Regions from separate parts of the Mus musculus genome. Here all the other regions are linked to region 1. A link is a contact called in public HiChIP or PLAC-seq and promoter capture Hi-C data. All regions are on one chromosome and are shown on one strand. Each heading gives the region's core, a stretch centred on a gene start, on an enhancer-like site or on the middle of the called end of the contact. The rest is flanking DNA. Distances are from core to core; before and after follow the strand shown.

Region 1 (3,979 bases), core at 1,015-3,514:
GTTAAGGAAACCCATCTTAACTTTACAGTATCTAGGCCAGCTGTGTACACAGAAGAAGCATAAATGCAGAGGTGCTGAGGCTGGAGTATGACTGAAGTTCTTAAAAAGCTGAGACTGATTTGGCCAGGTTGGAGACAGGCAGCGCAATAGGCCATAGAGAGGACTGCAGGAGAAGTTACTGGAGGGCTGCAAGCATACAACTCTTGAGACCTGGATTTCTTTTCTTCTTCTTCTTCTTTTTTTTAAAAGTTTTTAAAGGGAAAATAATTGCTCATAAAAGCAAGACATACCCCTCACAATCTATTTATAAATGGAAGGAAAAGTATACGATAAAACTCATATAGGCTGGTAGCACTTTGAGAGAGAGAAAAAAGAAAACACATATACTTGGGAGCAAAAGACTGAAAAAGATAAATGCCAAACTAGTTTACTAGTGTTTGTAAATTATGAGGATTTTTTCCCTTACGCGTTTGTTACTCAAATTTTCTGCCTTAAAAATAAATCAGAGACAGAAAAACAGAGATGCTCACCCATACACAAGTGCTCACACATGCTCATTCTCTCTCTCTCTCTCTCTCTCTCTCACACACACACACACACACACACCACACCACACCACACCCCGTACATCCCAATTTTGGACACAACTAGTCTGAAATCTCACTTCAACTGAGGGAAAAAACCATCATAGGGAACTTTTTCTTTTCCAAAAAAATTACCACACTTCCCACGCAATGTTTGCCTGTCATGAACCACTGCACAAATCAAGCATGGCCCAATGTATCAAGGTCACAAAACCAACTTGGTTAATATGTTTATCATTACACAGCAGCCCTGTCCCTTAAAGCTGCTTTGATACCATCTCTCCAAGGCACACACATACAAAGGCCCTTTTGCTCATTTCCTAAGTCTCTTTGATACATTCTTTGCTGTTTCTGGATTTTTCCACTGTATGTCTCTTAGAAGCAAATTAAGCCCGAAATCAGTTGTTCCAGCTAATGAAGTGTGCTTTTGGATCTTTTCTCCTCGGTTGAGAATTATCCGGCAAGCTACCAATTATTTTAGAACACATTTCTGTTAGTTTTGAAATATTGTGATGCTACGTTACCACAAACAAAAAAATAAATCAAGATAGCAACATACGAGACCATGTGTGTTTGTGTGTGTGTGTGTGTGTATGTATGTGTATATATATATATATATATATATATATATATATATATATATATATATATATGAAAAGTGCCGTACTCTTTTTTTTCATTAAAAAAATGTGTAGATGCCTCATGAATAAACATTTTAGGCTATCTAGATAAATATATGTGTTGGCATGACATCCAGAAAGGCAGAAAAGAGCATGCCTTCCCTTCTCTAACACCCCCACCCCCACCCGCGTCACATAACAGTTTCTCACAGGACACACTACCCTGGCAATCACTGTTCACAAATGCAAGCCACACAACTCAGAATGCCTCAAGCTCTCAGGTACTTTGCACCCTAAGCCCCACACCCCACCCACTCCCCAATCACTTCCAACAGGTTTCTCTGAATGAAAACCCCAAACTGGAGAGGCTTCCCAGGTCCCAAACTCTGCTCACACGCCCATCTGGATATCCCAGAACCCGGGTGTTTCCGCGTGGGCAAGGAGGATTCCACTGTACCCCGGAGTGGTTCGAGTCCCGACGCTCATTTCACCAGACGCACCGGTGCCAGCCGCTCGCCAGCCGCCCGCGGGATGCGGACACACGCACCCACGGCCAGGCCCCCCACCTCCGGCCCGCTTCGGCTCCTTCTGCAACTCTGTCCCGCGCGACCACCCAGACCCTGGACTCCCGGGCGTGGAGCCCACGGCGAGCGAGCGCGGCGCTGACAGATGGGGAAGGCGGGACATCGGGGGGAAGGGGCGGGGCCGCTCGGAGCGGGGGTGCTGGCGGCTGACAGGGCCGGGCGGGAGCCGGGCCTGGCGGGAAGGCGCTCGCAGACACACAGGGGCTGACAGGCGGGGAGACACACAGACGCCCGGGACTGACAGCTCTGGGGACGTTGGGCCTCGGCGGGCGCTCACCTGGCGGCGGCGGCGGCGGCACCCGTGGCCCCCGCTGCTCTCCCCACGCCGCGAGCCTCCCTCCTTCCTTGGTGGGCGGCCGGCCGGCACAGGCCCCGCGGAGGCGGCGGCGGCGGCGGTGGCGACGCCAGATCCACGGACTGCTTCTGGGGCGAAGACGAGCAGCACCAACTGACTCCCGGCCGCTCGGCCGAGCTCGGTGGCACTCGGAGGCGTTCGGCTCCGGTCGGCCCTCCTCGACTCGGCTGGGGGCGTGGCTCGACCCCACCCCCCACCCCCCGCCCGGGTCGCCTCAGGCGCTAGGAGGCGGGGCTTTGGGAACGGGCGCAAGCCCCTTGACGTCGCGGGGAGCGGACCTTACCCAGAGCGCATGCGCAGCTCGGCTGCGGGCCAGCGTTCTCTGTGTTGGGGGCCACGGGGGCAGGGGAGGCGGACAACTGAGCGGATGCTGAGGCCCTAAGCGGTTCCCGGCCTTTGTGCTCCGTATCCTGGTCTTTCTTGAGGGCCACCTAAGGAAGGCCACACGAGGTTAAACTTTCAAAAGGATGTAGTCTGGGCAAGGGTCCCAGACCCATGCGCCCTCTCTCCAGTGCAGTGTTTCCAAATTAGCCACATTTGGGAGTTGCTTTAACGCCACTAAGGGTTCACGGCAGGTTCTAGTATCTTGTTTACTCAGAGAAATAGCGGCCGAAACGAAGGCATGATCTCCGATTCTTTAACACTGTCTTAGGATAGTGGCGCTTTCAAACACCTGCTCCCTTCATGTACATTTTCACAGCTGCTGTTGGCCTGGAATTAAAAATCTTGGTTCCTGTTCCAGGCACCTTTTCACAACAGAACCTAAATCTGTGGCAAATATGTTTAGAAAGTGGTCCCCTACTGCTTCGGATCCAGATTGACAAATAGAGCTCTGAAGACTGAGCGGGTCCCAACCCCAAATTAGCTTATATCGAATATCAACTGGCCACAATTGCTCATCCACAAAAGGCAACAAAATGTTAGGATTATATAGAATGAGTGAGAAGATTAAATGGCAGTCTATATAAAGCTTCTTGCACGTTATCTTGGTGTTTAGCAAATGAGGCTGACTTTATTGCTGTGTATAAGATGGTCTACACCCATAATCTCACTGAAAGAGGCTGAAGCAGGAGGATTGCAAGTTTGGGATCAGCCTAGGCTACAAAGCAAGTTCCAAACCAGTCTGGACTACATAGTAAGAACCTGTCTCAAAGAGCAAAACAAAAAAAGCTGAATTTATCACAGTTAGTAAATGTATGTTTTAAGTGTGAGCAATGTGTCAAACTTAACATGTCCAGCATCAAACACTAGAACTTGTACCTTAACACACTGCATATGGTTATTACACAATCTTCCTCATTACATACAGTTCATGTCAAGCCCAGTTTTGTTTTGTTTTGTTTTGTTTTGTTTTGTTTTTAATGATCAGGCCAAAGGTCTCAGCCACCCTTCACTCCTCTCTTCCAATCATAGCCATCTTAATCCATTAGCCAGCCTGCCAGCCCCACCTTTAGACATCTGCATGCTGGGAATACTGCAATAGCATCTTCCCTACCTGCTCTCCTTCATTCCAGCCTGTAGTCAACACAGCAGTCACTGGGATCTTGTTAAAGCCTAAGCCAAAATAATGTTCCTGGGGGCTGGGGGGGAGGAGAGGAAGGAAGGGAAAACGATTAGAATGTAAAATAAATCATTTTTTTATAAAAAAAAACCCAATGGTTTCTATCTTGGGCACATTATTTTTTTAAAAAACAGCCTTTATTCCAGGGACCCCTAGATCACGTGCAATCTGTACCTTTTTTCTAACTAAGCGCATTTCCTTCTTCCTCTTGCCTCAGCCAGCCACACCAGCCTCCTTCCTGCCCCTGGAACATGAATGACTCTTGCACTTAGGAT
Region 2 (3,979 bases), core at 585-3,084, 2.5 Mb after region 1:
TGAAAGCTGAATTTGTAAGGACTGAAAAGATGGCTCAAAGAGTAAGGGTGAATGGCTACTAAGCCTGAGCACCTGAGCTTGTTTCCTAGAACTTGAGTAACAGGAGGAAACAACTTCCCAAGTTGCACTCTGCCCTTCATATAAAACACTCTCATACACATAATACAAGTAAAAAAAATTAATAGTGAGGTTTATAGTAGTTCTCTCAATCTGACTTGTGTGGCAATCAGTCAACATTTAAGTACACTCCAAGCCACATGGACACTGGTAAACATCACAGGCAGAGATCCACTCCTTTCACAAGTACTTCTAGGATTCCTAGTTCTACCTTGGATGCCACAACAGAGGCTGAACTGAATACAGGGGTCCCAGGAACCCCATTTCAGTAGGGAGGGCATCTCACTCCTACCCTCCAGGACTCACACTTGGCTAGGAAGCCTCCCAGCTAAGCCTCACAACTTCTAATTACACAGTGCTGACTTAATAGTATGGCAGGTGACCACCCTAGATGTTAATACAAACTTAGCATTCTTGTTGAGACACTCCCAGATATATCATTAAAAACCCCAACAGCCCAAAATAAAAATCTGGCTGCAAACCAAAAACTCTGAGAATAAAGTATCGCCTAACTTGTTTTCAAACGTCCACCACTGTGACTGCTCATGTTTTTCTTCAATTACTTTAAGCCAGAGCAAGAGTATCCTAGGCTTAACCTAGGGGGCTAGATCAGAGCATGCTTGCAATTACAAATGGGTTGTTATGCTCCTCCCAGTTCCTAGCTTTCCATTATGGAAGCATCAACCCAACAGCTTTATACAACAGGTGAGTGGATTGCCTATCTTCATTTACATTACATTGTGGGAAATTCTCCTATTACCCCTTCACTGCTCTTACTTCCAAAGAATGCCCAAAGACCTCAGACTTGCAAAAGGCCCATAAGAAGTTACTTTTCGTGGTTTTAAGTCAAATCACATCCCAGTTTCTTTCCACCAATACCGTGTGCAGTGTCTTGCTTACACCTCTGAAGCTTTAAACTAAGCTCTCCTTAAGTTTCCGGTCGAACTTCTCATTTTCAGCAGCACGAAAATGAGATCTGCACGCGTCCTCACAAAGTTAAAGCGGAGAAATCTCCCCAAACCTCTCAAAGTTACAGAGTCCCGAAAAGGAAAAACAACAACAACAAACTAACCAACCCTATCCAGAACGGCCCGGATAGAATCAATCTGTCCCTAGGACGAGAACACATCCACACCTCTCTGGGCACACCCACTCAACCCCTCAAAATCACAGGACTACAGGCAAAGCGACACGTTCGTTCCTTTCTGCCTATCACGGTTAAGCGGAGTCGGCTGGGAAAAGGTCAGAACCCGGGGACACCCAAGCGGGGAGCTGTCTCGGCTTTTACCCTGTCCGCCCCGGCCAACCACGGACTCCGAGAGGAGGCAGGAGTGAAGCTGCGGCGCAGAAGCCGCAGGACGCAAGCGGAGAGGAGTGCGACTCGCAGGGCGGGAAAAGGCGGGAAGGGGCAAAGGGCGGCAAGGAGAGCGAAAGGGGAAGCTGTGGCCGGCGCGGCCCGGACACCGCGGGAACGCAGGAAGGCGGGAAGCGAAGGCCGCGCAACTTGGCACTCCAGGCCGCGGCAGCCGAGGGCCGGGCCGGGCAGTCGGCGCAGGGAAACGCCGCGACCAGACGGGAGGGCCGGACTCCGCCTCCCGCGGGTGGGAGGCCTGGCGGACACGACGTCCCCGGCCCTCCTCGTCCCGTCCGGCCACTCACCTCCTCGCAGCTGGGGCGCTCCCGGGAATCCGGCCCCGTCGGCTCCGAGCGTCTCTCCGCGTCCGCCGCGTCTGTCTGACCCGGATCCAAACCCCACCGATAGGGTGGCCCGCGCCTCTAGAGTTGTACTGCGCCTGCGCAACCTCGGCTCGCGCCCTGCCCACCGTTCACGCTCCTCCCACCTCGGTGACTCGGCAGCTCGGCCCGCCGCAACTACGCAGGCGTACGGCGGTAGCCCGGCCTCTCGAAGCCCCAGCTCCAACCCCTCTCCGAAGCACGTGCGTCTTAAGTCATTTCCTGTTATTCTTTTCGCTCCCTCCGCCCCCTGGCTTGGGTTCGCTCCCGGCAGGCTTTTGGGCGTGCCTACTTCCTCTTCGCTGTCACGTGAGGCGGCGGCTTGCCTTGCAGCTATCGAGCCGCTGCCGCTCCCCTGGCATAGCCTGCTTCCTTCTTGTCCTCTTGAAGTCCCCAAGCCAACGGGATTCGGTGGGCTGCGGGAGTATTTGCGCCAGCTGATGCCTCCGGGAATGCTTGGCGGAGTTTCTTACATGCAACCAAGGGCGCTTGCACTCGGTCCACAACCCTCGCCGTGGGTCGTCTCTTTGGGTCCGCAGAGAAGCCAAGAAGGTATTAATTGGACGAGGCCCAGGCGGTGGATGCTGCCCGGAATTGGAATGGAAATTATTTAGGTTTTGTGGTTTTTGCTTTAAAAAAAAAAAAAAAAGCAGGATCTCATTTGTTAGACCAGCCTGAAAATCGCGTTGATTCCCCTGCCTCGGGCTCCCGTGCCTTCATTTTGAAGTATCTCTTGATAATTGAACGTCTGGAAATTAAACGGTTTCAGCGAAGGCATTTTGCTTTTGTTTTTCCAAGGATGGTTTGGGAGCATCAAGTGGGAAATACAGGGTAATGCACGTACATATTAAATTCTGCAAGAAGGTATTAAGCAATTTACCAGTCTCTGGCTTTTTTTGTTTTTTGTTGTTTGGTTTTTTCGAGACAAGGTTTCTCTGTGTAGCCCTGGCTGTCCTTGAACTCACTCTGTAGACCAGGCTGGCCTCGAACCGCCTGCCTCTGCCTCCCAAGTGCTGGGATTAAAGGCGTGCACCACCACTGCCCGGCTAGTCTCTGGTTTTTAGTGATCTGACAAGTTACCCATATGGCAAGGGTGAGCTATGAAAGACCTCCCCCTACCGCCATTGTCAGGGCCTGTTCTATTTTAAACGTTTCCCCATCGCCTGCCACTCTGGAGTTCCACTTCAGACCCTTGTGTGGAAAGACGATTTTCCTCAATAGAGTTGGTTCTGGCACCTAAACCTTAGAGTGGGTTTTCCCCTGAACCCAAGCTGGCCTCTTCTAGAAGTGGATGCTAGAGAGGATAGCCATGTCCAGCTTAACTAGAGTCAACCCACAGAGAATGGAATCTACACTTCACTGGACAGACAGCCCCGTCTCCAGACAGCTGGCTTGGCTTTGGCTTGCTTGCTTATTTTTGTTTGTTTGTTTGTTTTTTGTTTTTCCTGATCCTGCTCTATAATGCAATCATGGGAAAGCCTTTTGCATTCGATGGGAACTTCATCAGATTTTGAATTTTTTTTAAGATTTATTTATTATTATTCATTAGTACACTGTAGCTGTCTTCAGATGCACCAGAAGAGGGTGTCAGATCTCACCCTCTCACATGGTGTGAGCCACCATGTGGTTGCTGGGATTTGAACTCAGGACCTTTGGAAGAGCAGTCAGTGCTCTTAACCGCTGAGCCATGTTGCCAGCCCCGGTTTTTTTGTTTTTTTTTTTGTTTGTTTGTTTTTCAAGCTAAAATACACCCTGTGATAAGTTTGGGGATGCTGGCCCGCAGAAGGGGCTGCTGCATCTTCCCATTCAGCCACAGGATCACAAGGGCAAGCTGATGTTCCTAGTGCCCTGTGTTGTATTAAGTGTGTTTTAGACTAAGGATGCTTCCACTTGTGATGTGCTGAATAGGATGTGACCCTTTCCTAAGCTAAGAAGCACCTGTGTAGGGCTGTTGAACATAAAGCTTGTGATGGGTCCTGAATAAAACCTTCAAATTCTCTGTACAGTAACTGGCCCACAGTGAAAAAATAATCCTGTTGTAATTCTCTGATGGCTAACAACAGTTGTAACAGATGCTAGTAACAGTAATAACTCTACTATCTTCAAACATAATATTCCTGTGATTTTA
Region 3 (3,979 bases), core at 759-3,258, 2.5 Mb before region 1:
TATAAAATAAATAAATAAATAAATTTCTAAAAAAATGTAAAAAAAAAAACCAAACCAAACCCAAACCAAAAACTTCCTAGCTGGGTAGTTAGGAGTTTTAAAACTTCTATTTGTTCTACTTCTATTCTCTTTTACAACAGTTCATTTTTGTGTATGAAATAAAAATGATAAGAGAGCCTCGAGTTGGAACTGAGCACAACTTCTTTCCCTCATTTAAAGGAATGGAAACCTCTCTCCCCTGTAGCTTCCCTACAAAAAAACTAAAGAACTAAGTCTGCCATGAATTAAACTCTCAAGGTGGAGGGACTAGAGGTATTTTCATTTTTCCAAGTCCTTTTTTTTTTTTTTTATTTTGAGACATGGCCTTATGTAGCCCAAGCTGGCCCAAAGCACTCTGTGTAACAAGTTCAAGGATGAATATGCTACTACATATGGTTTGTGTAGTACTGGGAATCAAACCCAGGACCTCAAACACACCAGGCAAATACTCCACCAACTAAGCTATGTCTGCAGTTCCATGTGCTTTAAAAAGATTCCCAGTCCTCCGTGTCTGTCACTTTTCCAATTCCCATCACCCACTCCTCTTCAACCCTATCAGTCTGATCTTCCATAGATGTTCAATATTCGGTGTTAGGAATGTGGTCGCAAGTAACAGAAAACTCAATGGATTGTGGTATAAATAAGGCCCACCACCCTCTTTAAAGCAGGAAAGGAGTACAGAGTCCATGCAGTTTCCTTGGTGTGTCCTAAAGAGGCAGGTTTCTTTGCCTTGTTTTACATTTATAGTAGAGTCTTCTGCAAGATCTCAGAATGACTGCCACATCTCCTGGCATTGTATTATACCATGGTTCCAATCATGAAGTTGGGGAAAGTTGAAGGACACAAAATTTCTCAGGACTTCCTTTATATCCTAAGTCTCCCTTGGAACTTTGGTTTATGCTTTATGGACTAGAACTTTGTTTCACTGGTATGCTGTCAAGCAGGGGAGGGGGCTTTGCTTTTTGGCCTCTGTAGTGTAGAAGTGGGAAGGAGAGAGGGGCTTGGAATAGTGACCATGTGATAAAGCACTTATCAAAAACTGTCTAATTGAACTTTACTGCTTCATCCACACACTGTCCTGGCACATTGTTACCCACCCCTTCCCCTCTTCCTGTAGGTGAGGTTGTGGTCTTAAAGAATCCTTGTTTTATCTCTTCTACGAGGGCACTAGTTTCTTCTTCACTCCTACTTGGTTCATGGTCTCTTCTGAGGATGACAGTCACCGTTTTCTCTGCTTTCCATACAAATGTGTTTTTTGCACAGCCTAACACCCTGATCCCTCCACCTCTGAGTTCCAAGGTCAGTCACAAGGCCAGGCTCTCTATGAAGCTGTCTCCATCCCTCTTTCCTCTCAGCCTGACACGTGGGGAGTACGTCTAAAATGTTGTTACTTTCCTCGTGGAAGTTGAAACGAAATTCTTGACAGTGGTACTGTTTGCAAAACGTCCGGTGCATGGCAGGTGCTCGAACTTGTATCTCTTGTTAGTAATAGCTTATCTCCCCGATCAGATACAACTCGTTGGTGACAGGTTCTGAATCATCCTTTTAAAGCACGTCAGGCCTGGCGAGGACATTGCCCATAATAATGCTGCGCCCATGTAATAAGGGGCTGGGCAAAGGAAGAGCTACAATGCTGAGATGTGAGACATTCCTTTAGCCTGAATGGTAGCCAACTTTTCATAGAGAAGCCCCTTACTCTTCTGCACTAAGAACATGTAGAAGCCAGATTGCTTCTGGAGCTGGCACCGCGATGACGTAAGTGTCCGTCACTTTACTCCTCCCACTCCACCGAAGCCCGAAAGGGGGCGGTGTGGGCAATCGCGCTTCGCGCGGCCCTCTGGGACGGCTGCGCACGCGCAGCTTCCGGCTCCAGGCTCGGAGACTTATTTGACGCTGCCCACTCGGTCCCTTCAGAAGTCGCGGGTCAGCAGCGCCGCGCAGGCGCAGTAGTCCCTTCGGCTGGGGAATTATTTGACGCCACCGCCCCTGGCAGTCGGAAGTTGCTTGAACGGAGCCCAGCCGGCCGGCCAAGCGACCGGTGTTCGTCGTCCCCTGGGCGCCCTGGGAGAGTCACTGACGGGTGGACGGACTGACTGCCGGTGGAGGGCCGGCCGGGGCAGTGGCAGCGCGGGCCGGATGGCGCGGGTCGCGTGAGGCGGCAGGCCGAGTGCGGCCCGCGGTGCGCCCGCCCAGCGATGCGGGCCCCGCCCGTCGCCTCAGGTACGCGGCGGCCGGCGCGGTGCGGCCGGACCCTCCCCTCTCGCCGTGCTTTTTTTTTTTTTTTTCCCTCTCCTCAGCAGCTACTGAGGCAGGGGCTCTTTGAACCTCCGCTGCTCCCGGGGCCGAGCGTCGGCGGGCGCATTCCTGGGTTCTGAAGTGGCCGCACCGGGCGCGGGAGCACAGTCCTGGCCCGCGGATTCTGCCGGGTGTGAGCGAACCCGGGAGGGTCGGACTGGCGGAGCGCCCCCCTGGCAGCCTGGGGACAGGGGCGGGTCTGGAGTGGCAGCGGCAACTCCGGGGAGGATGCGGTCCACCGAGGGGCAGGTGGAGTTGCTGCCGTCCGGTGAGGATGCTACTGCCCAGGGCACGGTGACGCTTGCGAGGAGAGTAAACAGCCACCCTCCGCAAATGCTTGCTTTCCGCCAGGCCCAGGCCAGATAGGGAATTTGAGCACCCTGCACGGCAGGACTGTTACCCCATTCTACGGACCAGGCAACCGAGGCCCAGAGCGATCGGGCGCCTTTGGTGCCCAAGGTCATAGAGCTGGGTAATTTGAACTCAAGCAGCCTTGACAGTCCGATCCAGGTTCTTAACCAATTAGGTCATTGGATGTCCAACTTTGATGCACGGTAAAAATCACTTGGGGAGTTTTGAAAAGATTCCTGGTGCCATAGCACCTCAAACTAATTAAACCACCATGTCTAGAGGGTAGGGGGAGACAAATACTAGTATCTTTCTAGTATTTGTCTTTCCGGAGATCCCCTAGTGGTTCTGGGCTATAGTGAGGTTTGACAAGTGTGAAAGCATGTAATCTCAGAGGTCTGACAGTGCCTCTCCAGTTTATGTGTGCAGGAGGATGCTTGTTAAGATCGTGGATTCCACTGGCAGAAATTCATATTGTCACTCCCTTCCCCCCAGCGCGCCCTTGTTCTATTGCTGGAACTCTCCATTTCTCTGCCTCAGCCTCCTGAGTGCTAGGATGGTAGCTGTTCACTAAGAGAGAACTTTTCCTTAGATCCACAGACTACCACCCCTTTGGTAGGTAGGCCTCCTTGAGGGTGAGACCCAATTATGGATTCTTAGCAGAGCTTTTAAAAAAAATGTATACATTCCTTGCAAAAACTGTTGGTTTACAATTTCCCATAATATACGGCACTCATGGTTATGGTTTCTCTAGCCTCTGGACTTTTGCATACACTGTTCTTTCTACAAGACAGGCCTCCGTGTTTTCTCAGCACCCTACCCGAACACATACACCTTCTCATATGCATCAATTCTGTCTATTGCCCAGCTCTCAACAGTCCCTTCAAGATCCTCTGCCTCCCCTGAGCCCTGCCCATCTTGGCATTATTGTAGAGTAGCTGACCACATGTTTTTCTGTGTTGTACTCCTAAGCTCTTCTGTAAGGTTTTGATGGCAGGGACCATGCTTTTCTTGGTGTCTGTCTGTCTGTCTGTCTGTCTCTCCCTCTTGGAGTACTTTGACATCGAGGCCGACAAACATTTTTTGAATATAGTGTTTAGTCCCTTTATGTCATAGACCTCATGCCGCAGAGGCATCTGTTTTCTTTTTTTATAAAAGATATTTGCTGTTCTTAACATTAGGGTTTTTTTTTCCTTTTTCCTTAGGAATACTCTAGTTAAGTTTATTCATTTATTCAGCAGATGAATAAAATGTTGAATTCTTATCCATGACAAGGCACGATGTAAGACCATGTTCC
Region 4 (3,979 bases), core at 792-3,291, 2.2 Mb before region 1:
GTGTAAAAGCAATGGGTGCTCTTCCTGGAAAGTGGGGAGCATGAACTATGGCCCGAGGATGGAGCAAACTAAAACCTGGGTTTCAGCAGGGTAATGTGACTTCAAATTTCTTTCGTGTGTGTGTGTGTGTGTGTGTGTGTGTGTGTGTGTGTACATATACCATGCATGCATGTGGAGGTCAGATGACAACTTGCAGGAGTCAGTTCCTTTCCTCCACCCTGTGGGACCTGTGATCAAATTTGGGTTGTGAGGGCATCAGTGTCTTTAACTGCTCACCATCTTGATGGTCCTCTGTTTATTTACGTTTTTTCTTTTTAAAAAATGCAAAAAAATAAAATGGCAAGGACAGGATCTCAGATCCCCTGGCTGGCCTCCATCTCACTGTGTAGCCCAGGCTGGCCATGAACTGTAAGATCTAGAGTCTAGATCTTTTTGTTCCCGCATTCCAGGTGCTGGGATGGCAGGCCCGTGCCACCGTAGTGGGCTGCCACTTTTTTTTCTTCCTTCCTTCCTTTCTTTCTTCCTTTCTTCCTTTCTTTCCTTCCTTCCTTCCTTCCTTCCTTCCTTCCTTCCTTCCTTCCTTCCTTCCTTCCTTCCTTCCTTCTTTCTTTCTTTCTTTGTTTTTTTGTTTTTCGAGACAGGGTTTCTCTGTATAACCCTGGCTGTCCTGAACTCACTTTGTAGACCAGGCTGGCCTCGAACTCAGAAATCTGCCTGCCTCTGCCTCCTGAGGGCTGGGATTAAAGGCGTGCGCCACCAAGGCCGGCTTTTTTTTTTTTTTTTTTGCCACTTTTCTTAAAACGTCATGTAAATAAACCAGCCTTCAAAGTGCAGGGCTAAAGCTTAAAAGAAGAAAGAAAATACAGCAATCAAGAAAACAGAAAACTTGAGTTGTCGTGGCGTGCTTGGGGAAAGAGGAAAGAGAAAAAAAAAACAATGCTGGAGTGGTGATCAGGGTGTCTAAGCCCCAAACAACAGCTGCAAGCTGGGTGGTGGGTGGGAGAGGGGAGGATGGTCAGCAGGCTTTCAGGGCAATCTTATCGGGTGGAGCCGTCCTGGTAGGAATTCAGTCAAATGTTCAATCAGGCAATGGATAAAATGAAGACACTTAATCCAGTCTCAAAAAAATTATCTCCCACTTGATCCAGTCTCAAAAAAATTATCTCCCATATCCTCTTCTGTATTCCAGAAGCTTTTATAGAATGCACTCCAAAACAAGGGGTAAACTGGTGTGTCTGTGTGTGTATCTGTGTGTGTGTGTGTGTGTGTGTGTGTGTGTGTGTGTGTGAGATGTCAATAACCCTAATACATAAAAGGCTGGAACAGGAGGATGGCTGAGAGTTGAAGGCCAGCATGAGATACAACGACATGATTAAAAACAAAAACAAAGACAAAACCAAAAACAAAGCAGGGCAGTGGTGGCACACGCCTTTAATCCCAGCACTTGGGAGGCAGAGGCAGGCGGATTTCTGAGTTCGAGGCCAGCCTGGTCTACAGAGTAAGTTCAAGATAACCAGAACTACACAGAGAAACCCTGTCTCAAAAAAGCAAACCAAACAAAACAAAACAAAAAGTGAAATATTCAATCTTAAGTAGACAGCTTGATGAATTTTTACAAACTCACTAAATATTCATTTTAGCTGCCACTCCCAGAAACTGAAGTTAGTAGTACCTCAGAGTTTGGAGTTTGACTGGGCCCTTGAGGGCCCTGAGTTCCATCCCTGGAACCTATTGGGTGAAGAGAACAGGCATCTTGGCACGCTCCCACACCCATCACGCAATAAATAAACAAATGAACAGAAAAAGAAGTCAAAGGGGAAGGAGATTAGCTTAACACGGTCACAAAACTAAGGGCTAGATCTGCAAGGCTATGCAGACAGAGACCAAGGGAGAGTAAGGGGACAGGGAGGGGCGGAGTCCAGCCCAGTGTGGGTGGAGCCTTTGGTCCCTTAGTTAGAGCAAGGGGCGTGGCTACGCCTCCATGTTCGGAGCTGGGGGCGGGGCTCGTGGACAGCCAGTTAGCGCGAAGAGGCGTGGCCACAAGGAGGCTGTTGCGGACAAGCTGGAGCTACGGTTGGACTTGAGGCCTGGATCAGCGGGGAATAGAAACCCACAGAAAGTTCTGGAGCGCCAGGCGGGAATCAGGTGCTGAAACCAGCGAGTCCTCCCGTAAGGAGGAGGCTTCCGGACGCTTCGGGGCCCAGAGACTCAGACGCGGCCCGGGGTTTCGTGACGCACTCGGCTTCGGGGCGGGACCGGCGCTGGCCAAGATGGAGGCCAACGTGTTCCGCTTCCGAGATGCCCGCTCTGCTCCGGATCCCGTGCTCGAAGCCGGGCCGGTGGCCTTCGGGTCGCAGCCGGTGCCTCTGGTGCTGGACAACGGGTCGTTCCAGGCTCGGGCCGGGTGGGCGTGCCCCGGGCCGGACCCCGGTCCCGAGCCTCGCCTGCAGTTCCGCGCCGTGTGTGCGCGCGGCCGCGGCGGGGCGCGCGGCGGGCCGGGGCCGCAGGTGGGCAACGCGCTGGGAAGCCTGGAGCCTCTGCGCTGGATGCTGCGCTCGCCCTTCGATCGCAACGTCCCGGTCAACCTGGAACTGCAGGAACTGCTGCTGGACTACAGCTTCCAGCACCTCGGCGTCTCCTCGCAGGTGAGGGCCTGCCGGGCAGGGCGCGCTCGGCTTCAGCCGTCATGCCAGGCAGTAGGGTATTGAACACAAGTTCGTCAGCCTTGTGCTAGGAGCTAAGGGTACACCACGAAGTCTTTATCTTCCAGAGGATGGGCTGTCTCAGGCACAAGGGTCCAGTTTGCAATAGTCCAAGTGAGATGAGTTTTACCAGCACCAGTCCGATCCTGGAAGTATTTTGAAGATAAAACCAACGGGGTTTATCAGTTAACAGTTTAGCCAAAGCTTGACTTAATAAACTTAAAATGAACCGGGCATGGGTTCACGGCCCTTTAATCCGGGCACTCGGTAGGCAGAAGCAGGCAGATGTTTGTGAGTTCAAGGCCAGCCAGGGCTACACAGAGAAACCTTATCTTAAAAAAACAAAAAACCAACAGACAGACAGACCTACGAAAAGCTTAAATTGATCATGTTATTTTGGCTTCCCAAAATAATCTCCAATAGAGATGAAATGTATTCTTTAAAATGGCCCGTGAGCACCTTTTAAAAGATGTATTATTTCAAAGTTATATGTGTGAGAATGTGTACAAGAGTGTAGGTGCCTTAGGCAGGTGATCTTCTGTGACTGGAGTCAGAGATTAGGTGCTGGGAAACAGAGTTGGGTTCTAATGTGTTCTCTCTAGTCCTCGTGTCTGGCCTTGAGTGTCTCCCTCCACGACCTCGTGTTTTAAATTAGAGTTCAAAAGTAAATTCTGTCCTGCGTAAGGATTTGGGGTTATTTTTGCATTTCATGCATGCTTCCGTTTGTCTCTTTGTGCTTGTCTTTCAAAGTAGGGCTGCGTTGATCATCCCATAGTTCTGACAGAGGCTGTGTGTAACCCCCTCTACTCCCGTCAAATGATGTCGGAGCTCCTTTTCGAATGCTACAGGATCCCGAAGGTTGCCTATGGGATAGACAGCCTCTTCAGCTTCTACCACAACGTGCCCAAGAATGCCCTTTCCAGCGGCCTCATCATTTCATCCGGCTACCAGTGCACACACATCTTACCGGTCTTGGAAGGGAGGTGAGCTGTGCCGTGGCATTGTGTGGGAGAAGCATCGTTTTAGGGCTGCCTGGAATCATGGGACGTAAAAGGTGCCTGTTGGAAAGTCTGGGAAGTGCTAGGTGGTTTAACTGAGCTGGGCTCAGACCTACATCAGTGAGTGCCTTCAGAAGTTACTCTACCTGCCCTTTGGGACCTCCTGGAGGGACTTCAAGTTGGTCTTATGTCTGATTGACAGTTATACAGTGTTACAATTCTGATTTATGGGGGAACAGTTAACATGATACCTGCCCATAGGAGGCATTCAGTAAGCAT
Region 5 (3,979 bases), core at 990-3,489, 2.2 Mb before region 1:
GCGGTTTGTCTTAGAGTTTCTGTTGCTGTGATGAAAATACCATGATCAAAAATCAAGTTGGGAAGGAAAGGATTTATCCAGTTTATACTTCCAGATCATGGTCCATCATTGGAGGAAGTCAGGTCAGGCACTCAAGCAGGGCAGGAACCTGAAGGCAGGAGCTGATGCAGAGGCCATGGGGGTGGGGGTGGTGGGGGTGGGGGGTGGTGGGGGTGGTGGTTCTTACTGGTCTGCTTCTCATGGCTTGCTCAGCCTGCTTTGTTATAGAATCCAGAACCCAGTCCAGGGATAGCACCACCCACAGTGGGCTGGGCCCGTCTCTATTGATCACTAATTGAGAAAATGTCTTACAGCTGGTTCTCATGGAGGCATTTCCTCAATGGAGGCTCCTTCCTGTCTGATGACTCTAGCTTGGGTCAAGTTGACACCCAAAAGCAGCCATTACAAGGTTGATGCTGGGTGTCTTCCTCTCACTTGAACTTCGAGCTTTCCAGTTCATCTACGCAATCTGATCTAGGGAGCCCCTGGCTGCCCCTCCAGAGCACTGTTTGTGTAAGTTCTAGGGATCAGAACACTGGTCCTCATGTTTGAGCAGAGAGTTTTACTCACTAAGCCATATCCCCACATTGAGGACTAGAATCTTAATCAAGGGGGCAAAAGGCAGACCCTGAAATCCAAGTTTAGGCAAGCATGCTGTAGACCAGAATTGCAGTTGATGTGTTCATAGTCCCTGCTCTCTTCTTTGGCCATAGTAGTCATTGTTGATCACTTCCCATTGATAATCTCTCTCTCCTTATACTGCCCCAAATGGACTCCAGCAACCTAAGAGTTAGTACAAGGGAGGAAAGCTTGGTCAAGAATGTCAGATGGCAGGGAGGGGTGCAGAGGGGACGAGTTCTTCACACTCCCAACAGCTGTCCCTTGTTTAATGACCTATGATCTAGGAGGGTATTCTGTGGCCGCAGGTGGCCTGCTTTGAAAATGATCCTCTGGCTTTGGAGGAAGTTTTTTTTTTTTTTTTTTTTTTCTGTTTCTGCACAGGGGATGGGGGTGGGGGTTCCACACCCCCAATCTTGGAGGAACTGTGTTCGTAATATGACTCCCATTTCCCTCTACCTAGCTGTTATATAAGCTTCTTTGGGAAACCGGTGACTGTGATTGATGGGACCACATGGGACGTTTACAGATATTATATCTGCATGTCCCTGTCCTTTGTGTGTGTCCCCTGGGCCCCTCCCCACACTGGCATTCTTACCTACAAGTAGTCTGGCTTCTCTGGGTTCACGTGTCTAACAGGAGGCTCAGTGTGGATGACTGATGTGTTCATGGGCTTCCTGTGTCCACTGAACCATCGACCCCTTTGAAATCCATCTCTTGGAAGCCTAAGGAGGCCATCTCACCTTTACATGAAGCGCCAACCCCAAACATCAACCCATCATCTGCTTGGAATGGACCTGACAGGTTGTGTTGTCAGATGCGGGCTCCAGACATGCTCAGCAAAATCCTTATTCTGTTGGATGCTTTCCCAGCCCAGTCAGGATTGGGGCTCCTGGGAAACTGTCTACCACACCGCTGGCCCTTGTCTCTTTGCAGCCTGATGGGTGGTTATTGAGTATAGGGGAGAGGGACCCCAACATTGTTCTAGGGCTGGCCTCTGATTTTGCATTAGAAGTTTTTTTCCCTCAGGCCTGGCTGACAGCATCCCTATATTACCTGCCCACAAGTCTGATTCTACCTGAGGCTGAAGCAACCAGTGTCCTCAACTAGTCCAAGGAAATGTCATTGGTGCCCCAGAGCTGACCATGATTCATCTCCAGAGAGAGCCCGGGCCATGGGTTATCTGGTCACTCTTTATTCCGATGAATTATGAATTCTGCCTCTCTTCTTTATAAATGTGAAACCCTGTAAATGAGCTTCAGGGTCACCATTAAGAGATCTGAATGAAGTGACATGTCTGGGAGAAGTAGAGTTGAGGAGCAGTTCCTTGGGGACCCTGGTCCTCCATCAGGTTTAGAACCAGGAGGCCTGGGTATGGTGACTGTGCCCAGAGTCTAAAGGGGTCATTCTTGCAGGAGTAGGACAGTCAGTGCACCGAGTCCCCTGACGGTGGGGCCGGAGGGACAGAGGAGATTGCTAATTCGGATATCTGGAGCAAGTCTCCTTGCTCATGCGTGGAGCATCTCGAGCTCTCGAGGGTGATGTTATGCAGCTGTACTGTGGGAGGGCGGGGGTGTGCATCCCTTTAGTGAAGAAGCAAGCCCTGAGTGAGAGCTGGAAGGGAGGAGGCACCGCCCGCCCCGCCGCCGCTGCCCACCCGGGCTGTTTGTTTTGTTTTCTTTTTCCCCTCATGCTCAGTGGCACAGGAAACACGAGGAGAAAAGCACTCGTGGCCCTTCCTCCCGCAGCGCCTGCCAAGACCGCCGAGAAGAATAGCCGAGGAACTGGGAGAAAAAGCCGAACATTTTAACAGTGTGAACTTTGAAACGCTCTCTCTCTGACTCATGTTCGACAGTCTCTTCAATTCGAATTCACCTTCCCTCGTGTTGTTTTTCTCAAACTGGTAGGCTTGATTCCAAAGATGTGTCAATCAGCTGCTCCCTCCTGTGTGTGTGTGTGTGTGGTGTGTGTGTGTGTGTGTGTGTGTGTGTGTGCGCGCCTGTGTGCGTGTGCATGTGTGTGTCCTTTCTCCCAAGTCAACACACATGAATGCTGTTGGAACCCAGCCTTGACCTTCTTCCCTTCCTCAAGGCTGGCCTTCCACTTAGACCTGTTGAGTCTGTAATGGCCTTTGTAGGGGAAAGTCCGCATATTGATAATAGTCTTCTGCAAGAGGCCACAACCCTTCCTGGGGTCCCTAGACCTGCATCTTTAAAAGCATCCTTGCCGCACTTTAAGATATTCTGGGTAATAAGGAACTGGGTTATATAATATATGAGGTGTGTTGGTTTGGCTAGCTGGAGTCCAGCGTCTCATTGTTCAAAGGACCCCTTATTCATCTCCTTTACCACCAAGCACTGGCTGCATGTAGAGACTGCCTTCAGAGCACCTTGGCTTCAGTCTCCTGGCTCCTCAGACAGAGGGAAGAGAAAGCTTCTGGTTGGGCCAACTTAAGGCCTAGGCCTGCCCTAGAACCAATCCCTGTCTGGGCTCAGGCCCTTACCAAGACCTCTGACCAATCAGGGCTCAGGATAATGAAGGAGTTCTAAGACCTCCCATTACTGTGCTCTTCTCAGGAGTACGCTCAGTAGCAGGAGCAACCCCACCAACAGCCTTTCATCTGTTGTGCCTCCTGCTATCCCATGGCTCCGCTTCCACTGAGCACTCTTCCCCTTAAGGGCCAATCTCACGGTGCCCAGATGCGCACCCTGGTCCCTTCTCCTCAAGGCAGCAAGGATGAGTGTGTGCATAGAGAAGAACCAAGTTAAGACTCTGCCAGCCTGGGGGATGGGGGGTAAGGTGACGACACCTTGGTGGCCTGTTCCCGCTTCTCCCAGGGCCCAATGCCTTGGCCTTAAACTTCCTGTTGGTCACAATTGAGCTATTTTGGTATGTGGCCCAGATGTTGGGGAAAGTCAGTACCCCACCCTACTTCCCCTGGACTCAGTTTTCTCACACTTGCACACACTTCCTGATGACCTCATTGCCTGCGCAGACCCCCATATCATACCCCCAGCCCAGTCCCTTTATGAGCTGAGGTCTCACAGGCCTGTGTGATGGTTCATTGATACTTTCACCATGCACCAAGCTTAAAATATTGCCATTCCACTGATTTACCTCGAAGCCTGGCCTCCTTAAAATACTGAGATTGTTGTTCTCCCAGGGCCAGATAGATAACCTTGCTCTGTTTCCACTGTCCAAGTATGGACTGGGATGCAAGAGTCTCTTGAAGCCACCTCCAAGCTCAATGGAGTCCTGAATTCCTGGGATCTCCCAGCACCCAGGCCAGAGTCCTTCAGGGGGTGGGGGTGGGGGGCTGGGA
Region 6 (3,979 bases), core at 992-3,491, 2.2 Mb after region 1:
TGATCTCCAGGCTCCTCTAGCTCTGGTGTCCTGTTTAACTGGCTCCAGTTTCTGGTCCCATGTGGACTCCGCATCTGCTCTCTGCATTTTGCCTCAGGCACTTACCTTGTGCAAATTTCTAGGCCCTGCTTTTGCTCACAAGGAGATTGGTAATCTGAGGGAGTGTGTGTGCAGCCTGCGGAGCAGCTTCTTGGACTTCAGAGGGCAAGTGTGAAGACAGGTAAAGGCAGAATATAATCATAGGACCAGCAGAAAGGCTACAGGGGTTGAGTAAGGCATGTAGGGTGGCCTAGGTCTACCCTCAGCAACAAAAGCCACCTAACAGTGATATAATACTTATATGTGCCTTATACATATTCATGTACTTGTATTGCTTAGAGTTAAAGGTTTGTACACAGTACCCCAAAATAAAGTGTAGGAGAAAATAATCTCCCACTTCTCCAACATGCTTTGACCTGGTTATTCTGCAGGGACTATAGACAAGGAAATAACTTTGCAAGGCAGTCCTTTTGTAAAAGAAATTTACATTTGTAAAGGAAATCTGCGTTAGCCTGCATTCTGTACTAGGAACCGGCTGATGCCTATATCTTTCTTTTAACTGGGAGACTTTTATCTGCATGACAAGACCACCTGTTTGCCACATAATTCCTTTCCTTATCCCTAGTTAGCTTGTGTCACCACCATTCCTACAGAAGTCCTTGGACCTCATTCCTTTTTGTACCCCAGGAAGCTTCAAACGTCTGAGCCTTTGTATGATGTCATTATTTTACAGGACTCCAATGGATATGCAAGTAATTAAACCTGAGTTTCCTCCCGTTAATCTATTTCCTATCCATTTAATTTGCAAACAAGCCAAAGATGCTAGGAGGAAAGCCATTTGCCCTTTCCTTACCCCTTTCCTTACTATAAACTCTAGAACTACAGTTTGGGGAAGTCAGTGCCTCAGTTTCTCCATCTGCTATCGGGTAATACAAGCATATAACTCATTGGGTTGTTATGAAGATCAAAGGTTTCTATGAACTGTTTTTGTAGGTGAGGAAGCAGGCATGGAGAAGTTTGATAATTTGAGATAATGGAACTAGGGAAAGGTAGGCTGGGAATCACCCCCGAGGAGATCTCACTGTAAAGCACACTAGCCGTGAAGAGCAGCGATCCACATGAACTCCTTTGAAGGGAGAGGGGTGGGGGGAAGCCTTGAATTAAGCCAGGTGAAAACTTGTAGCTTTCAAGTCTTCATCCTTCTGTAGTAAATGAAGTTTTCGGAGTTGTACTGTCTAAAAGGGGCCAGCAGTTTTTGGAAAGAGATCTGAGGCCTGAGCCTAAAGGGCATTTGGCTGGGGTTCTTCCAGGCTCCTATCCTTTCAGGGAGTCCCAGTAAGATGACACTCAGTTTTTAGGTAGTAAATGACAACCTGAAAGAGACAACCCTTGCCATCAGAAATTGAACGTAAGCCAACAAGCCTTCCCCCTGGGCTTAATACATTTCCTAGGAAAGGCTGCTGGGATCCCAGAATGCTCACAGTTCAGCAGAGGAAATGCGCACAAATGCAAGCAGATGGGCAGGAGACCCCAGTCGGGGAAGATGTGGGGAGTTCCTGGTCCAAATACGGCCCAAGCAAAAGCTGCAAGACTTAATTTCGCCTCTCTGTGTCTTGGCGTGGTGATCTGGAAGGCCGTTACTAAATGGAGTTACAAAGATTTAACCCGGACAGAAGAGAGGTTTAAGTTTGGTGAGAGAAATGTTGGGATTTTGAGCTGGGTCTCTCTGAGGCAGCTGAAGAAGCAAGAGGCTTGCAAAGGAAAAGATACAAACCCAGTCAAAGGGAGCATGGGGGCTCTAGGGATAGTGGCTTGGACCGTCCCAAGCAGTGACAATTTGGGCGGGAAGTTTCTCCTATTCAGTTCTTCCAGTCTTTGCTATGTGTGTGGCTCGGGGTCTATCTAAGATTCACACAGAGCCAGGCCTCGCGCCTCATTGAATCCCTAAGGTAGGTGTATCTGGACACAGTAGATTGCCAACTAACAGAGCATCTGCCCGCTTGCACATTCGGTTTCTGCCCTCCGGTAAACCACTCCCCTCTTCCCCATGCTTGGGCTCCGCCCCTACAGTAGGCCCCTCCTAGGGTTCTGGCGCGCGGGCTCCGCCCCTCGTGTCTTGTACGCTTCGCCCCTTCCGTATGCTCCGCCCCTGCGCTCGCGCGCCAGGGCCGGGCGGCGCCGACGCACTTGGCGGGAGATAGGAAAGTGGTTCTGTGCGCTCCCTAGGCAGCTGCAGTTCCTGGGAACGTGCGACCAGACCTGCAGACACGCTGACGCCTGAGAGCACCGCCTGGGGCCCGGAGCGGCTCGAGCAGCCTGAGTCCTGACCCCGGCCCGGCTCCCGCTCCGGGCTCGGCCGGCGGGCGTAAGGGTGCGGCGGGGTCCGGGCCGGGGGGATGTCTCGGCGGACGCGCTGGTGAGAGGCTGCGGGCGCGCTGGGGTCCTCTCCCTTCTCCTTGGGTCGGCAAGCGTGAGATGGGGATCCCCGGGAGAAATGCACCCTGCGCCGCCCGATGCAGGGGCGCGCGCCACGTTAAGAGGCTATCGGGACCCCCTCGCTCGGTTCCTGGGCCTCCTGGGCCCGGGAGTCTGAAAGCGCGGGTTCCCCCTCTAGACCGGGTCCCAGCCCTGGGTGAGGTCCATCATCTCCCGCCTAATTGCAGGGTGGGGAAGGAAGGCTGTCGCTCGCGGTGTCAGCTGGAGGCCCATTACTGGGTAGGGAGAATGTCTCCCCTTGTCGCAGCGAGTGGAAGGCAGAAGCCTGGGAGACACTTGTCGATCAAGAGTGGCTCGAATTTGCTGGCGTTCCTTTCTTGTTAGCATTCCGGGAAGCACAAAGCCCCTGGGCCCTCCGCGGGATGCGAGACGGGGAATTCGTTGTCTCATGGGGTTTCGGCGGCCGGTTCGGTTTGGTTTCAGAAGCCTTCTTCCTGTCCCACGCTAGTTTTGGGCAGTTGGGGATGAGTAAAGACTATTGGTGTGCAACGAGACTGCTCTGCTAGCAGCCTCTGAGCCAAAGGCAGGAACTGGGTTTCCCTCTTAGTTCCCTAGAGGTTAGGTGGCTGGGTCAAGTCTGGACTTTTGGGACACCTGTGTATCTGGGGCCTAATCGCGGGGCTTTCCAGCCTTTCTAAGGCGTGGGATAATTGGGTTCTGCTGTGTTCCTTCTGGGTCTTTCCAATTCAGAACGCCTTTCCACCGTCTTCAGATGGCCGAACCTGGCCTAGGATGAAGATAAGGCACAGAGATGCCTGCTTGCTTACTTGCAGAGTTCTTCGTGGCTGGGTTGGGTATTGGTTTGGTCTGTGGGTGCTGATCAGGGTGGCTTCCCATGCCCCGGTGTCTAGGACAGTTCAGTGCCCAGGAAGGGCATCTGGAAGTACTAATCCCAGAGCCCCGGGCTTATCTGAGGGTCTCTTTTGTGAAGTGTGGACTCTGTGCCCCTGCATCCTCACGAGCCTTTCTCTGCCACATGGTGTGACTCCCTGTACCCCAGTGGCCCACTTCCCTCTTGGCCTCTGACTCACCTTTCCCTGGAGCATAGCCCAGAACGTACAAGGGCAAGAGAAAGGGTATGTGTATATACAAAAGTGTGACTTTTCTTTAAACAGCACACTGGCCTCTGCTTTTCATGCTACGGTTCCTAGGGAGGTTAGGGTGTAAAAATGTGGAGCTTGGTGTGACATAATCGTTGTCGGCCTCACTTTTCCCGTCTGTTAAATGGAGCCCTTGAGAATGCGCAAGAAGGTGTGTGACTGATGGATACTCCCATCTGTTTAATAGTGTGACCATGCCGGGTAGCAGCAACACATGTCTTTAATCACAGCACTCAGGCAGGTGAATCTCTTCAGTATACAGGACAGCATGGTTTGCAGAGTGAGTTCCAGGGCAGCCAAGGCAACATAGAGATACCTATCTCAAAGGACCCCCGCCCTCCAAA
Region 7 (3,979 bases), core at 371-2,870, 2.2 Mb before region 1:
TTTAATCCCAGCACTCACAAGGCAGAGAGGTAGGCGAATCTCTGTGAGTTCGAGACCAGCCTGGTCTACAGAGTTTCAGGACAGCCAGAGCTATACATAGAATAACAAACAAACAAACAAACAAACAAACAAAATAAGTTAGCAGTAACCTAGGGAGAGGGAGGAAATGAAAAGTGACTGGTTATACAGCTTGCTGTAAGCAAGCACAGAGAGAGAAAGAACTATATCCTACGATGCTTTGCAGGCAGTGAGTCACCCACTGCCACAGCTAGAAGTCAGACTATGGGCATGGCCAAAGGGACAAGGCCTCCTCAACCCAGAGAAACTATTAGTGCCCCTCCTCTTGGGATCTTCGCCTAGTTGGCCTAGGATGGGGAGGGTGAACCAGCAGGAAGTTAGGCTTGGAGCTGTAGACCAGAAGTGGGCGTGTCCTGATGACACCTCTGACCCAGTTTGAGGGCTACAGAAATTGATTTGCAGAAAGATGGTTTCCACTTAATTAGTGTGGCCTGCTTCTGGCTGGGAATGCACCGTTAAATGGGCTGGGTCACCCTGCAATCATGCCAGTGGCCCCAGCTCCTGTCTCCAGGGACATGTCTGCCTCTTGGGCCCTGTCCTCTTTGTGGGGCCACTATTTGGAATGGCTTGAGTTTCCATGTGGAGCCGGAAGCCAGCTTTATCCTCTTCTCTACCCAGGAAACCTAGGGTGGAGCAAGGCAAGCATGAGATGACCCTGGGCTGTGAAGGACCCACTTGGAGGCTCCACCTCCATGTGCATGGCTTCAGCACAGAGCCTGGCACTGACCAAGCCCACACCCTTATGTGTCACCTTCATTTCTAATGCAGCATCTCAGCTGTGGCTATAAGTTAGTGGCAGTCCCCAGACCACAAGTGACAGAGCAGGGTTCCTGGCTCCTGGCACAATCTTCACTTGCCTGTCTTGTGAGGGTATCAAGTCTTGCCTGGTTTTTCAGAACCCTGTAAAGTTTGATTCTTGCTCCTGGTTTTAGGGGGAAGCTTATTATAGTCTGTGGCTCCCTGTGGGTCACAGGGGCATCCTTTTAATAGAGTGTGCATGTGTGGGCCCTGCGACTTGCCTGCTTGCCGTATGACTCTCAGCAAGGGATTTGATCTCTCTGAGCCTTTTCACGTTGGTTGTAGAACTGGGGTCCCGGGAGCACGTTCCTGAACATTCTTGGGAAGAGTGAATGGGGTGCCACAGAAAGTGAGCAACCAAGGTGTCTTGTCCACAGCAGGTGGTTTGCTGTTGTAGGTCCACCAGCCTTTTCTCACCATGGAAGGGGAGGGTAGTATGAGGGGCAACCTGGGCCCAACGTACATCTACTTTTTGGTTTTGTTTTTTTGAGACAGGGTTTCACTCTTTATAACTTGCTAGATTGGAACTCTGTGTAGACCAGGCTTGCCTGGAACTCGTAAAGATCCACTTGCCTCTGCCTCCTGATTGCTGGGATAAAAATGTGTGCACCTCTACTCTTGGCTCTGCACTTTTTTTTCTTTTTTTTTCTTTTTTTTAGAAACGTCTATTCAGTTCAAAGTGATGTTTTTAAAGGGCACTACACTATACTTAGCTTCTTTGACTTCTGCAGCCATTATGTGGATATGCAGCGGATGACGCTGATGTAGGGTGTGGCCCCAGGGGATGGCCTGGTTAAAGATCTACCCCTGTACTGAAGACCAGCTTCCTGTGGGGTCCAGCCAAGAATCACCAAGGTACATGGTTCAGACCCTGGGCTCTGGAGCGAGACCATTTGGGCTCCAACCCCAGCTCCATTCAGTAACCTCAGAAAGACCACTCTGTGCCTCAGTTTCTCCATTGCTTGAGTGAGGCCCTGTTCTCGAGTAATTTTTGGCACAGAGACGGTTCCCTCTGGGTTATGTCAGCATCTGTCGTCAGTTGGCATTTCCCTCCAAAATTGGGCCTGTGTCTGCCACACTGTGTGTCAGTCTTACGCAGGCTGTGGTCGCTGTGGGACTCGGGTTGTCTTTGTCTTTGGTGGCTGTGCAGGGCTGAGGTTAGGTACACAGGTGTCTGCCTGGGCCCGTGGTTTTCATCTGTGGTGGTGGCTTTCCCCTTTAACCTTCTGGGGAACATCACACCATTTGCTCTTACTCGTGAAGCTTTGTTTACCCCACATCCTCACCAGCACTTGTGATTCATATTCTCTCTCTGTCTCTGTCTGTCTGTCTGTCTGTCTGTCTGTCTGTCTCTGCCTTTGGCTCTCCCTCTCCTTCTCTCTGTCTCTCCCTCTCCCTCTCTTCCTCTCTCTGTCTTTCTCCAGTTGTATGTAGCCCAGGCTGGCCTCAAACCTTCTACATAGCTAATGACCTTGAATCCCCAATCCTCCTGCCTCTACCTCCCCAGTGCTGGGATATGCTTGAGCTATAATGCTTGACTCGTTGCCCTGAAGCCATTAATAGAACTATCCTGTGGGTGTGTACTCAAGTCACTTTCGTTTCTTCTAGATGCTTGTGCAAGGGATACTGTACAGTATGGCCCCCAGGGCTCCTTTTGAGGGAGGTACTGGATTAAGGGTTTCAAAAAACCCATCTCGTGGCCTGTGGAAGAGATGGTCCTTATGCAAGGGGGCAGCGCTCTTGTGCCCACCCTCACTCCCTATCCCCCTACTCCCGTATACCCCTGCTTGTAGCTGAGCGTATTCGTCTTCCTTCACAGACACCTGTGAGCCTTGTGTCAGGATGCCTGAGGTTCCTTAGTGAGCAACAGCCGACAGCCGGGACCCCTGCCCAGTGGGGCTGATGACCCTTAGGAGAGCTGATAGCCTGAGACTAACTGGAAGGTGACTGGGCATGGGGGTGGGCTCAGTGGCCAAGCACCTGCCCAGCATTCAGGAGGCTCTGAGTTTGATTCCCAACCTGACAATAATAATAATAATAATAATAATAATAATAATAATAATAATAATAATAATGATGATGATGATGACTAAATGGCAAAGGTCTCTTAGGGCAGATCTCTCTGAGGAAGTGACTTAAGTGACATGAATCCCTGCAGGGTCTAGACATAGAGGTAAATGGCACAAGTAGGGATCTGGGGCAGAGATCCCTGGTGATTGCGTGCCAGCCTGAGAGGTATGACTCCAGTGGGCAGGGAGCTGTCAGGGGAGGCCAGGCTGTATGGATGCCCGACCAACTTCCTTGTTGCCTTTCCAGCTGTGGTGGAGAGCCAGGCCAGCACAGGGCAGCTTCTCCCAGGGTCTAGCTCCATCTCATCTCATCCCAGGGCTGGGACTGGGGAGTGGGCCAGGGTCAGTTGCCTCAGAGAGCACAGGACACAGTGTGACTCCGACGTCCCTCTAGCCTATTCTAAGGCATGCATTGATGCCTGTATCCATTATCTTTGGAGCCTCTTCTTCCCAGGTTTGGCCTGATGTCCTCTCCTTACTGCAGAGCTTAGCCTCAAGGCATGGAAGTCCAGGTTAATGTCCTGGCCACCCTCCTGGCTCGAAGAGAACAAGGTGTTCCACCGCAAAGCCCTGGCCTGAGGACATGAGTGCACCTGACCCGGGGCACAGGAAGAAAGCTGACCCAGCGCCTGGGTTACATAAGGTGTCTTTGGAACTTGGCTCCTTTTGAGCTGATATGGGGAAAGGATGCCCAAACAGGCAAGCAGGTGGAACCGGAGAGGAGGGTGGTGCCTTCGGGTCACTTCCAGGTCAGCCTGCATTCTGGGCGATGGTTGATTCATTCATCAAACACTGCTGGCATCTACTCTGTGTCCAACCTGCTGCTGCGTTCATGAGGCCTCACCCTGGCTGCAGGGGTGCCCAAAGTCACGTGGGGTGCCCAAAGTTACGTAGGGTGCCCAAAGTCACGTGACCATGTAGCTCCGCTCTTGCCATTAGAAAAGTAGCATCCTCTTATGGAGCTCTAAACCTCGCCTTAGCCGAGCTGTTGGGGGGGAGGGGAGAGGAGCTGGTGCAAGAACCCGAATACATTA

Evidence for each region. Promoter capture Hi-C pulls out the DNA fragments that hold promoters and counts their contacts. HiChIP or PLAC-seq counts read pairs in DNA pulled down with a chosen protein or histone mark.
Region 2: a contact with region 1 is called in an H3K27ac HiChIP or PLAC-seq map of bone marrow-derived dendritic cells, with 8 times the contacts expected there. The contact joins the promoter of Oser1 here to the promoter of Zhx3 in region 1. A contact is called at or near these places in 5 of 39 promoter capture datasets (the 3T3-L1 cell line, cranial neural crest, hippocampal neurons and 2 more) and 1 of 115 datasets of contacts at active chromatin or transcription factors (bone marrow-derived dendritic cells).
Region 3: an H3K4me3 HiChIP or PLAC-seq map of embryonic forebrain shows a contact between it and region 1, with 7 times the contacts expected there. The contact joins the promoter of Ralgapb here to the promoter of Zhx3 in region 1. A contact is called at or near these places in 4 of 39 promoter capture datasets (cranial neural crest, hippocampal neurons, liver and 1 more), 1 of 115 datasets of contacts at active chromatin or transcription factors (embryonic forebrain) and 2 of 9 other capture datasets (adipose tissue and liver).
Region 4: a promoter capture Hi-C map of pre-B cells shows a contact between it and region 1, with 7 times the contacts expected there. The contact joins the promoter of Actr5 here to the promoter of Zhx3 in region 1. A contact is called at or near these places in 11 of 39 promoter capture datasets (the 3T3-L1 cell line, 3T3-L1-derived adipocytes, cranial neural crest and 7 more), 2 of 115 datasets of contacts at active chromatin or transcription factors (astrocytes and pro-B cells) and 3 of 9 other capture datasets (adipose tissue, liver and macrophages).
Region 5: a promoter capture Hi-C map of hippocampal neurons shows a contact between it and region 1, with 7 times the contacts expected there. The contact joins the enhancer-like site here to the promoter of Zhx3 in region 1. A contact is called at or near these places in 11 of 39 promoter capture datasets (the 3T3-L1 cell line, the C10 cell line, the HPC-7 cell line and 8 more), 2 of 115 datasets of contacts at active chromatin or transcription factors (astrocytes and extraembryonic endoderm stem cells) and 1 of 9 other capture datasets (liver).
Region 6: an H3K27ac HiChIP or PLAC-seq map of large pre-B cells shows a contact between it and region 1, with 3 times the contacts expected there. The contact joins the promoter of Mybl2 here to the promoter of Zhx3 in region 1. A contact is called at or near these places in 4 of 39 promoter capture datasets (the 3T3-L1 cell line, the C10 cell line, the HPC-7 cell line and 1 more) and 1 of 115 datasets of contacts at active chromatin or transcription factors (large pre-B cells).
Region 7: a contact with region 1 is called in a promoter capture Hi-C map of pre-B cells. The contact joins the enhancer-like site here to the promoter of Zhx3 in region 1. A contact is called at or near these places in 6 of 39 promoter capture datasets (cranial neural crest, embryonic stem cells, frontonasal cranial neural crest and 3 more) and 2 of 115 datasets of contacts at active chromatin or transcription factors (astrocytes and large pre-B cells).

What each region holds. Positions count from the first base shown.
Region 1 is chr2:160,870,726-160,874,704 of GRCm38.p6, forward strand. Zhx3 (zinc fingers and homeoboxes 3) reads right to left here and starts at 2,265. Exons shown (of 4, transcript NM_177263.3): 1 at 2,066-2,265. It overlaps Gm35129 (a long non-coding RNA gene), which reads left to right and starts at 2,273. Exons shown (of 3, transcript XR_866921.2): 1 at 2,273-3,979.
Region 2 is chr2:163,417,636-163,421,614 of GRCm38.p6, forward strand. It overlaps Oser1 (oxidative stress responsive serine rich 1), which reads right to left and starts at 1,835. Exons shown (of 4, transcript NM_025699.2): 1 at 1,777-1,835. 2900093K20Rik (RIKEN cDNA 2900093K20 gene) reads left to right here and starts at 2,136. Exons shown (of 1, transcript NR_151490.1): 1 at 2,136-2,726.
Region 3 is chr2:158,407,845-158,411,823 of GRCm38.p6, forward strand. It overlaps Ralgapb (Ral GTPase activating protein, beta subunit (non-catalytic)), which reads left to right and starts at 2,009. Exons shown (of 30, transcript NM_001291138.1): 1 at 2,009-2,259.
Region 4 is chr2:158,622,872-158,626,850 of GRCm38.p6, forward strand. Actr5 (ARP5 actin-related protein 5) reads left to right here and starts at 2,042. Exons shown (of 9, transcript NM_175419.4): 1 at 2,042-2,645; 2 at 3,456-3,685. The coding sequence starts at 2,271.
Region 5 is chr2:158,685,717-158,689,695 of GRCm38.p6, forward strand. The region is part of intron 1 of Ppp1r16b (protein phosphatase 1, regulatory subunit 16B); the gene reads left to right. Among named protein-coding and RNA genes, the nearest start is that of Ppp1r16b, 21 kb to the left of the region's middle. Within about 2 kb of position 2,240, at least 58 of the 459 cell types and tissues checked have an H3K27ac peak or open chromatin away from gene starts, as enhancers often do. A contact at or near this core is called in hippocampal neurons and liver, where this site is marked.
Region 6 is chr2:163,052,394-163,056,372 of GRCm38.p6, forward strand. Mybl2 (myeloblastosis oncogene-like 2) reads left to right here and starts at 2,242. Exons shown (of 14, transcript NM_008652.2): 1 at 2,242-2,455. The coding sequence starts at 2,436.
Region 7 is chr2:158,717,336-158,721,314 of GRCm38.p6, forward strand. The region is part of intron 2 of Ppp1r16b (protein phosphatase 1, regulatory subunit 16B); the gene reads left to right. Among named protein-coding and RNA genes, the nearest start is that of Fam83d, 49 kb to the right of the region's middle. Within about 2 kb of position 1,621, at least 71 of the 459 cell types and tissues checked have an H3K27ac peak or open chromatin away from gene starts, as enhancers often do. A contact at or near this core is called in pre-B cells, where this site is marked.